Regions from separate parts of the Gossypium hirsutum genome. Here region 1 is linked to region 2. A link is a contact called in public Hi-C data. All regions are on one chromosome and are shown on one strand. Each heading gives the region's core, a stretch centred on a gene start, on an enhancer-like site or on the middle of the called end of the contact. The rest is flanking DNA. Distances are from core to core; before and after follow the strand shown.

Region 1 (5,368 bases), core at 1,915-4,414, 210 kb before region 2:
CGGCAGTTTTTATATTTATGTTGGGGTCCCTGAACCCTTTGTGATCACGTTTTAGAAATTGTAGAACATTTATTCATGTGTATCATGTAATAGCTTGTAATTTCAACAGTGCTTTTAGAAAGACTTTTGATGGTAAAAGCACTTTGTTTAGTATTGCTTTTGCTGTAAAAAGAGTGCTTTTAGTCAAAAGTAATACTACACACACCACAATGTAATAATGTAATTTTTTTTTTGTTGATCTTTGGGCTGTGGTGTTCATTCGATGGTGATTTTGAAGGAGCCCGAATAAAGCATTTCGTCCAAAACCCAGAAGGATTCATTTACAGAAAGAGAGGTTTAATACTGTGAAACAGACCTCATATTTAGGCAGGTCGGATCAATGTGTCATGGTAGGTTAATTTGAGTTCTAGATTTTTTTGGGTTATTTTAGATTGGTTTAATATAACATTTGGTACCTAAACTCAATTATTTTTCCTAATTTGGTACATAGACTTTTTTGTTTCAATTTGGTACGTGAATTTGATATTTTTTTCTTAATTTGGTATCCAAATTTGATACTTATTTTTAGTTGGGTACTTGAACTTTTCTCGAGTCCAATTTTAGTATCTGAACTTGACACTTTTTCCTAATTTGGTACCTAATCTTTTGCTTTGGTTTGCTTTGGTTTGATTTGGTATTTGAACTTGTCGAAAGTTATGCAAATTATTTCATTATACTAACAATGTTATATTTTTAGGTAACAAAAATTAATGTATGATTGATATGTTGTAGATGGAATGATTTTTTTGTATTTTAAATGTTCAATCACTTCTATTTTAATTTATTTATTAATGGTTTTTTTGTTTTGGTTTTTAAAACTCTTATTTTCTTATTCAATATTAATTCATTAACCATAGCTTAATGAAAAAAAAATTTTAACACATTTTCTCTAATATTGATGATATTTTTGTGGAATTGAGAGTTTTGTAAAGATCGGACTATGTTTTAAGCATGTGGTCTTTCTTGAATCGTTCTTGACATTAGTAGTCAATAATTTCAGCTTTAATGTAATTATTCTTGCCATTAAATTTCATGTCCGGTCACATGTTGGTCATATATTAGTTGTTTTTGTTCTCATTAAAAAAAATTAACACCGTTAGGAAAAAGTTGTCAAGCTTATGTATCAAATTGGATAAAAAAGAATTTTCAAGTATTAAATTAGGTAAAAAAAATTTAAATATCAAATTAGGAACGTGTAAAATTTAGATTTAAATTAGTTTTGAACTTGAGTTTCATTAAGTTTTAATTGCTCGAGTTTTGGATGATTTGAGTTTAGTAGTTAAAATTTTTTGAATGGAGTCATCTAGAGTTCAAATGATTCGTTTTACCTCCATCCTTCTTGAGAACTTTCCAACTAATTATTACTTCTGTATATACGAGTTATTATTCCCTAAGTCACTGGCGGCCAACCATATTTATTTAGAGCTCTATAATTTGTCGTTTTCTCTAAGACAATGTTGTTTGGAACTTACCCCCAAAATAGTTCTTCAAGGATAAGAAAAATAATAGTAGTACCTTGACGTATATAGTGTAAAGTTTGGAAAATATTAAAGCCCTTTTCCCCAAATCATTCCATAGTCAATCATGTGACAATCACCTAGTTTGAAATTTAGAGGTTAGGTGGTCCCATTAAGTTATTATTAATGCATATATATAAATTATTTATAATTGGGGTGGCTTTCCGGTTAAATTTAATTTATATTTTTAAGATTAAATTTTTTTAGTTTGAAATAAAAAGGAATATAAGAAATTAAAACAGGTTTTAATACATATTGATATATGGGAGAAATGGCTTTTTGGGTTGTGTGTTTGTCTTCATTGGATTTTGATGAATGGAGTAGGAAAAGATAAAAGAAAATCAAAATTAATAGTAAGAAGTATAATTAAAATTTGGTTATTTAACTAGAATGCGTAGCCTAAAGCCTAAGGCTAAGGCTGTAGCCCACAAATCCATTCATTCATTTTCGGTAAAGCATAACGGAAATCCCAAAAGCAGAGAGCGGTGGCTAAAAAGTCATGCATGATATGATGTGACCCAACTTTTCTCTCTTTTCTTTTCTCCATTGTCACAGTGTTGTTGACATCAGCCCTAAGATTTTGGAGGGAGGAAGAAGAAGAGGAGGCGGTGCGGCCACCTTGACGCTTCCACGTGGCATGGATGACGTCATCGCTTAAAGAAGATTCCAACTGTCGAGAGAGTGATGTGGCAGTGTCAGCCCACCCACCAACTTTGCCAGTGTGACTGGAGAAGGACTTTTCATTCTGTGAGCTGGATTGTGGGTCACCAAAGAATTTATAATACTTCAGATCGACTTATCCCTTTAAACTTCAATGCTTATCCCATACTTACAAAGAGTTGAATAAAACATTAAATCCTAGTTTAGACCAAAACAGAAATCTCTACTCTAATTTTCGTCTCAACTCCATCTAACCTGTTTTCCACCCAACCAACATTTAAGATCATAATAGAACTATGTACTAGAGGTTTTTATTTAATCGGGTTAGGTACAAACATGGTTAATTATTCAAGTTTGATTCGTTTTAAATTATGAACTTCAAATTTTATCTAAATTGATCTATAATTGTAATTAATTTTCATTTAAGCCTTAACCATAAATATGCCTAAAATAAAATTTGAATATGAGATATGAAATTTCAAGACTTGGACTTCGTTATTCAGCCAATGTTTCATTAATATCACTTTAAATCCTCCATAAAATTAATGGAATTATTTACCGGTAAATTAGATTGCAAAACTTTTATTTAAACATTAACATCAAAGCCAGAAGACAATGATTACGAGACTGGAATGAGAACCACTTTATTATGTCATATGTATCTAAATAAATTGCTTTTTCTTTGGTATGGAGAGAGAGAGATTGAGTTTTTAGAGTTAAGGGGATGGGGCCTCAGCCTTAGGCCACCACTGTCTTTTATGAATTGAATGGTAAAGAGCACCACACGTGGAGTCTGAATCAAGGGATTGTCCAACCGCAATAATATGATCTCTCTCTCTCTCTCTCTATAAATAAATAAAAGCTTAGGGTTATTTTATTTTATTTTATTTTCATAATGAAAATCATACAAATTATATAATGGAATATAGAAAAGAGAAAATTACAAAGAGGTCCTCAATGAAACGAATTATTTCCCATCCGAAAAAAGTCACTGCTTTTCTTTCATAGCCCACCCTCATAATTCTCACTCATTGTAGTTGTTGCTTAAAGCTTGCCCTCTTCCCCTTATCCCCTCTCTCTCTTTGGTCTGTGCAGAGATAAGAAAACCAACTCAGCAGCTTCAATCTTCCCCATCTAAAGGGAATTCCAAGCTACACAACACAACATCATATAGCAAAAATGAAAGAGACCCACTAGGCCATCAAAGTCACTGAATTGAGGGTCACCTTCAGATCATGTACTAGGAGAGCCAAACCACCAAAAAGATATAATCCCACTCTCTCATACATGATCATGGATGAAAATGGGATCCGCAGGCCGAACTTTCCTCTTCAGCTCCTAGAAAAGAAGGAACAACCTCGTTCCGACCCTGCCGACGTCGACACCAGCTCCAAACCAACCTTGGAACCTCCCTCCAAGAAACCTCCACCTAAGAGGACTTCGACCAAGGACCGGCACACCAAAGTGGAAGGCCGAGGCCGTCGCATCCGCATGCCGGCTACGTGTGCTGCTAGGGTTTTCCAGCTAACAAGGGAGCTTGGTCACAAATCAGATGGTGAAACCATTGAGTGGTTGCTCCAACAAGCTGAGCCTGCGGTTTTTGCTGCCACGGGGACAGGTACTATCCCTGCAAATTTCACGTCCCTTAATATTTCACTAAGAAGTTCAGGTTCTAGCATGTCGGCTTCACACTTAAGGAACACTTATTTCAATCCAAATTTTACCACACAACAATTGAGGACGAGGAATGAATGGGATCAAAGGAATGTCCTTGACGATTCATCTCAACAACAACAACAGCAACGAAGGGTTTTATTTCCTGGTGTTGCTTTATCATCTGAAGATTCATTGACCTTTCCTGGTACTAGTAGCACTACTTTGAACGCTTTCTTGCAAGCAAAGCAAGAGATTCGGGACGCCGAGGCCGCGGATACTAGTATAGGGAAGAGGAGGAGGCCGGAGCAGCAAGAATCGCCACAAAATCAGGTGGGAAGTTACTTGATACAATCTAATACGGGTTCGATTCCGACAAGTCATAATCCGATCCCGGCGACATTTTGGATCGGCAACCAAGTCATCAGTGGGAGTGGCACTGGGGATCCCATGTGGACATTTCCTTCAACAAATAACGCTAATATGTATAGGGGTACTATGTCTAGTGGGGTGCATTTTATGAATTTAGCCGCTCCAATGGCTCTCCTCCCTGCCCAACAATTTGGTTCCGGAATCGGTGCCGGCGGCGGCTCAGTTACAGACACTCATTTAAGTATGCTGGCGTCACTAAACGCTTATAGACCAGTTCCGGGTATTGGTGTTTCCGAGCCTCCGGCCGGAGGATCACATCAACACCACGGTGGAGAAAATAGGCATGATTCAACTAGCTAGTGTTCAACAAGTGTATGGCTTTCATGCTTTATTCTTTTTATTGGTTTTTCTTAAAATAAAAAAAGATTAAAATACATTTAGATAATATAATTTACTTTAATTATGGAAGAATATTTTTATAATTACCCTAATCGAGTTGATCTCTGATCGACTCATAACAGTCGATACCAATTCAATTATAAACTTAAATAATAATATAAATTAATGATATATATAAATTCAATCCGACTCAGTTGGCATTTTATTAGCCAACAGCAGCACCTAGTAGGTCTTAAAATTGTTTTCTAAATCAAAATTTTTGTTGTACAAAATATTCTACTCAATTAGGCCTAACATTTATTTGCATTTGAATTTTCTTCTCTATATATTTGCTTGACTTGGCCATTGCATTTTTATAGACAGAATTTTTAGAGTCAATTTCGAAGGCGTTTCAAAAGGGTTTTTTTGTTTTTAAAAAGAAATATATATGAACATAAGAAAAAAGAGTATAAGGTAGAGAAGTCATAGGAAATAGTCTTAAAAGAGAAAATGACACACTCTTCTTCTTTCATACAGCCATGGATGATGGTGGAAATTTCTTTATTGGCTTTAGCCAGCCTTTTTCTTCCCAAACAGTTAATCTGTCAATTTTTTAAATTAAATTTTTTATTAATTAAGATAAAGTAACTTTTAGTTGTTGGATTGGAAGTTTTTTCCTATCTTGCTCCTTTTTAATTTTTTTAGTCTATATTAGTATTAAAATTTTGCAGTTTTTTTTTTAATTTGGT
Region 2 (4,751 bases), core at 1,366-3,865:
AGTTCATTATTAACAACTGCAACCAGAGGGGGTGCCACAGCTGCCGCAGGCATCTCTGCGGCCGCTCCACTTCTTCCAGGAGACATATTGGGAATTTCAGTCCACTTTTTTGTCTCTAAATCATACTCCTCACCACAAGTGAGAACCCGTGCATCCTTCCCAGCTCCACCAATTCCTCCAATCACGTAAAATTTCTTATCCATAAATACACCACTACACATCTTCCTTGGCTTATTCATGCTAGGGAGAGTCTCCCATTTCTGAGTCTCAGAATTGTACATTTCTGCAGAGCTCAGGATATTACCCTGAGAGTCACAACCACCAGCTAAAATTGCAATTTCTCCAAGACTAGCCGATCCAAACAAGCACCTCGGAGCATTCATACTGGTCCCAGTAGTCCATGAGTTCGTCAGAATACTATACCTATATATAACCTGGGAAGTTACCTCCTTCCCAAATACAAGCAATTCAGTTCCAACAGCCAAGGACTCCTTATCCGAGAAAATGAAACATTCATTGGGAGGCATCCTTGGCAAATGCATCCACCTATGCCTAATTGGATCAAATGCCTCCCATTGAAGGAGGTGACAAGAAAAGTAAACCCAATGCTCAACAACACCGTTCTGCCTCCTCAACTTATAGATCTCCCCGCTCCTGATTAAGGAGCGAAAACTCCGATTCAATGAGGCAATGGAACCATAATCAGACCTCGAGCACCTAATCAGACAACTGATGGAATTATCTCTCCCAATTGGTTGGATTAATGCATCCAAGTCTGACGAAGAATCCCCAGCATGACTCCGATGACCATCCCTGGGAGAATCAGAAAAGCTGCTATCATCATTTTCACCATCATCCTCAGACTGTTCCTCTGGTGACTCCTCCACAGAATCCGACAGGCTGTCACTGTCTGATTGGTTAACCAAATCCGGTTTGTCTAGACCAATGGAGCAGTGGTGGATAAGAGAAGAGTCTGTATCCGAGGAAGAATCAGATCGCTTACTATCATCACCGGATTGGTCATGAGAACCTGGCAAGAGAAAGTCACCTGAGTCTTGTGGAGAAGAAGCATTAGAATTATTATCGTCACTCGAGGAATCATCAGAAGATAGCTTCGACAACTTGGTTTCCTGACAACCATCGGATTCGGAGAATTCCCGTGGGCGCTTCCCATTGTACATGTAAGCCCACTTCCTTTCTTCCTGACAAGAGCTTGCAAACACCAAACAGGACTTGCAGCACCGGTTCTCCAACATGACTCTTTAGGACCCCCTCCCGACTTCAGACGGGAAAATCCCCAAAAATAACAATGGGAATTTTCAAATCACTGTAACAACCACAAATTTTATTTCTCCCCCCAAAACATAACGCAGCCAAGATTAACAAATTCTACCTATTCAGGAAAACAAGGGGCAAACAAAGGGAGCAGTTTCAGATAAATTTTCAAAACGATAAACCAAACCAAACAGGAATTCGAATCCAATAAAACAAAGATCCAAATTCAGGCTTATAAAATGAAAAAAAAATATTCAGCGGCAAAAAAAAATAAAGAAGTCAAAAACAATAATTAAACATAAGCAAATTTGGTTAAAACAAGAACAAAAGAATTCACGATCAAACAAAGCTGAAGAAAAATAAGTCCCAGATCTCAGAATTTCATTGAAGGCAAACAAGAACAAAAACAAATAAAATAAAATAACAATCAGATTCAAACTAATAGAAGAAAGGAAAGCTAATCAGATCTGTTTATAATTTCATTAATATCATCTCATAATTTCATTAATACCATCTCATTAATTAGTAGATAAACACAAAGAGATAAACGAAATAGAAACATTAAATTTAAAAAAAAAAAAGAGAATAATAACAAAAGCGAAGAAGTGACATATAAAGGAAATGAAAAAAGAATCATAATACTAATGTTGCGAAGAACTTACTGATTGGATAAGAAGAAGAAAAAAATGAAATGAATCTCTTTCCGTCAAAAAATTAATACACCGTCTCTTTTCTCTTTCTTTTCTTTTTTTTTTTTTCAGTTGTTGTTCCTTTGATTTGCTGTTGTTCTTCGCGTTCTCGTGTTTCTTCGTTTAAATTTTTTTTTTCCTCTCTGTTTCTCTATAGGCTGGTTAATTTGTCCTTTGGATTTTCTCTGCAAATCAGAGCGAGGGAGCTTTGGTTTTGGCTTTGCGAGCAAAATCTATAAGAGGCCCCCTTTATCTCTCTTTAAACTTGCTCTCTCTCTTTCTCTCTCTCCAAAAAAATTTTTTTTTTGCTTAATGAAATAAAATAAAATAAAATACGTTTTTACGTTTTGTTTGTTTTCGGCAGTCGAATTATAAATAAAGGGAAAAAAATAAAAAGAGAACGGGAGGGTGGTGGTGAGGGAAAGGCAGGGCAGGCGGGGGGCGGCGGCGATGGTGGCGGTGGTGGGACCTATAAAAAGGGGGAGGGGGAGTGAAAACCGGTAACCCGTTAGCGCCGGTTTGACACGTGTTGACTATGTGATTGATGATGATGAGGCGGAGGAGGTGATGGAATAAAAACTGTCCCTCTCTCTCACTATCTTTTCTAAAAAAATATATTAATTTAATGGGAGAAAATAGATTTTAGGTACCCCTACGCCTTTTAACAGTGCAAGTAGTAAATATATGAATGGGGGGGGGGGATGGTCAAATCTCTGCCTGCCAGCTTCCGTTAGTGGAGTTTTTATCCCCTGCTTCTGCCGTTTTTGAAGACAAATTAAGCTCCACACTAATTAAGTAATTATCGAATTGACTAGTCAAATTACACACTACAATTATCCATCATCACTTCCGTAATCTTAATCTTAATCAAAATCATAATTATCCCTTAATATGATACTTTAAGCACGTCCACATATTTGGTTTGCTTTTAATCCCATTTTTTTCCTACAACTACATTATCTTAAAAAAAAAAAATCAAATTCCAGATTCACGATTCCACAAATGGTTCAATCTTTCGAAAGATTTAAATAATATATTTTAAGTTAAATTATGATTTCATCCGATTTAATCTTAATATTTTAATTTTATATAATATTAGTAATTAGTTTTGTGCTAAAATGATTTCTTTTGAGAAAAATTAATATTAGTATTTTAAACTAAAATAGTTAACAGGTTACTTGGACAAAGCAATGATATTATAAAATTAGAGGATCTAATTATTCCAAATTAAATCATAAGGAGTAAAACCATAATTTGAACAATATTTTTAAATAAAATAAAAAAGGTATTTTTCAAGCCAAATTAAAGATGAGGCCAAAAATAACCATAAACAGACCTAACAAATTTGAGTGATTTCTCAATTTGCAAAAGTTATTCTGCTAAATTAGCTAATTAGGTGGGAAAAAAGCACATTAACAATGGGCAAATTTTATTGCTAATTACGGAAACAAATATATATTATTATTGTTAAGAGTAAGCTGTGGGTTATTTCCTTTAAAAGAAAATTGTCGAATTTAAAGCCATTTATTTGGAAAATAATAATAATCAAGTTTTTTTTATTTCACATTTGAAAATTTTGAAATTTCAAATTTGAAAGAATTATTTATTATTTTTTAACTACATTGAGTAAACAAATATTTTAAAAGATAATTTACTTTTATAATAAAAATCATGCAACAAATGTAGGAGTGTTTTTTTTTATTCCTTAATAAAGCATCACGTTTTAAACACCCTTTTTAAACACCTGAATTAAATCAATAAGCAAAATGGCAACACTCCTAGCTGGCAATGCCAAAACTGGCACTTACGTTTGGTATAAGTTGATCCACCAATTTTGTGTTTATGTTTTTTTTTTTTTGAGGGGGGTTAAATTACCTTTATAAGGTTATATGAAAATGAAAATTCAAAATTTTAATATTTTTAAATACATTAATGATTAAATTGTTCACCTTTGGGATGCATCAAGTCATTAATTTTATTTTTTTAATTTTAAAATTAAATGAAAATTACATTAATTTAGATCAATATTGTAACATAAAAATTAGTGAGGTGCCAAATTAGAATGACAACACAAGTCACTAAACAATGACAATTAAGTACAAATAGAAAAACGCACCAAGATAAAAAAAAAAAAACCAAAATGGAAATAACTTTTAGAATCATTCGTTCCTATTGTTTTGATAGTTGTTTGTCGTAATTGTCATAAAAGTCTAATGGATGAAAAATGCACACAACAAAGATCGTTAAACTGGCAATACCGGTAAACTACTAAAGATGCATTACCACGTAGCATTTTAGCTTTGCTACCGCTAAACTACTCCGACAATTAACTATAATTGAGAGCAATAATGCTAAAAGTTCCTAAAAGGCTTTTAACATTGGCAATGCACAAAGGCAATCCACAAATGATTTAACTTCATTCAAAACTTTTTAAAAGTTAAACTAAGATAAACACTAAAAATTAAAACTCTTTTTCAAAAAAGGAGCATAAATTCGAATTTTAAAGATGCATTATTAGAAAAGACTACCATGAAGGTAAATTATAAAATAAACATGAAAGATAATGACGACAGCAAGAAATTAAAATAAAACAAAAACGGATTACTGTTACCATCACCGCAAAATAAAGTTGATTTATAAACATAAATTCATTTGATAGCATTTAACAAAAGATTTCACTAAAAAACAGTTAAAACACACCCAAAAGATTGCGAAAGGAAAATAGGGAGAAAAAGTGCGAAAATTGGTCATTTGAATTTATTTTTTTTATAAGGCCATTTATTATGA

Evidence for each region. Hi-C and Micro-C count contacts between places; a contact is called where the count stands out from the background.
Region 1: a Hi-C map of leaf shows a contact between it and region 2, with 2.1 times the contacts expected there. The contact joins the promoter of LOC107919140 here to the promoter of LOC121202983 in region 2. A contact is called at or near these places in 9 of 34 Hi-C or Micro-C datasets (hypocotyl and leaf).

What each region holds. Positions count from the first base shown.
Region 1 is chrD13:13,025,541-13,030,908 of Gossypium_hirsutum_v2.1, reverse strand. It overlaps LOC107919140 (transcription factor TCP14), which reads left to right and starts at 3,164. Exons shown (of 1, transcript XM_016848664.2): 1 at 3,164-4,673. The coding sequence starts at 3,504. The coding sequence ends at 4,601. LOC107918495 (ran guanine nucleotide release factor) reads left to right here. Exons shown (of 7, transcript XM_016848065.2): 7 at 1-238.
Region 2 is chrD13:12,811,745-12,816,495 of Gossypium_hirsutum_v2.1, reverse strand. LOC121202983 (F-box/kelch-repeat protein At1g26930) reads right to left here and starts at 2,615. Exons shown (of 2, transcript XM_041108755.1): 1 at 1,938-2,615; 2 at 1-1,393. The coding sequence starts at 1,256.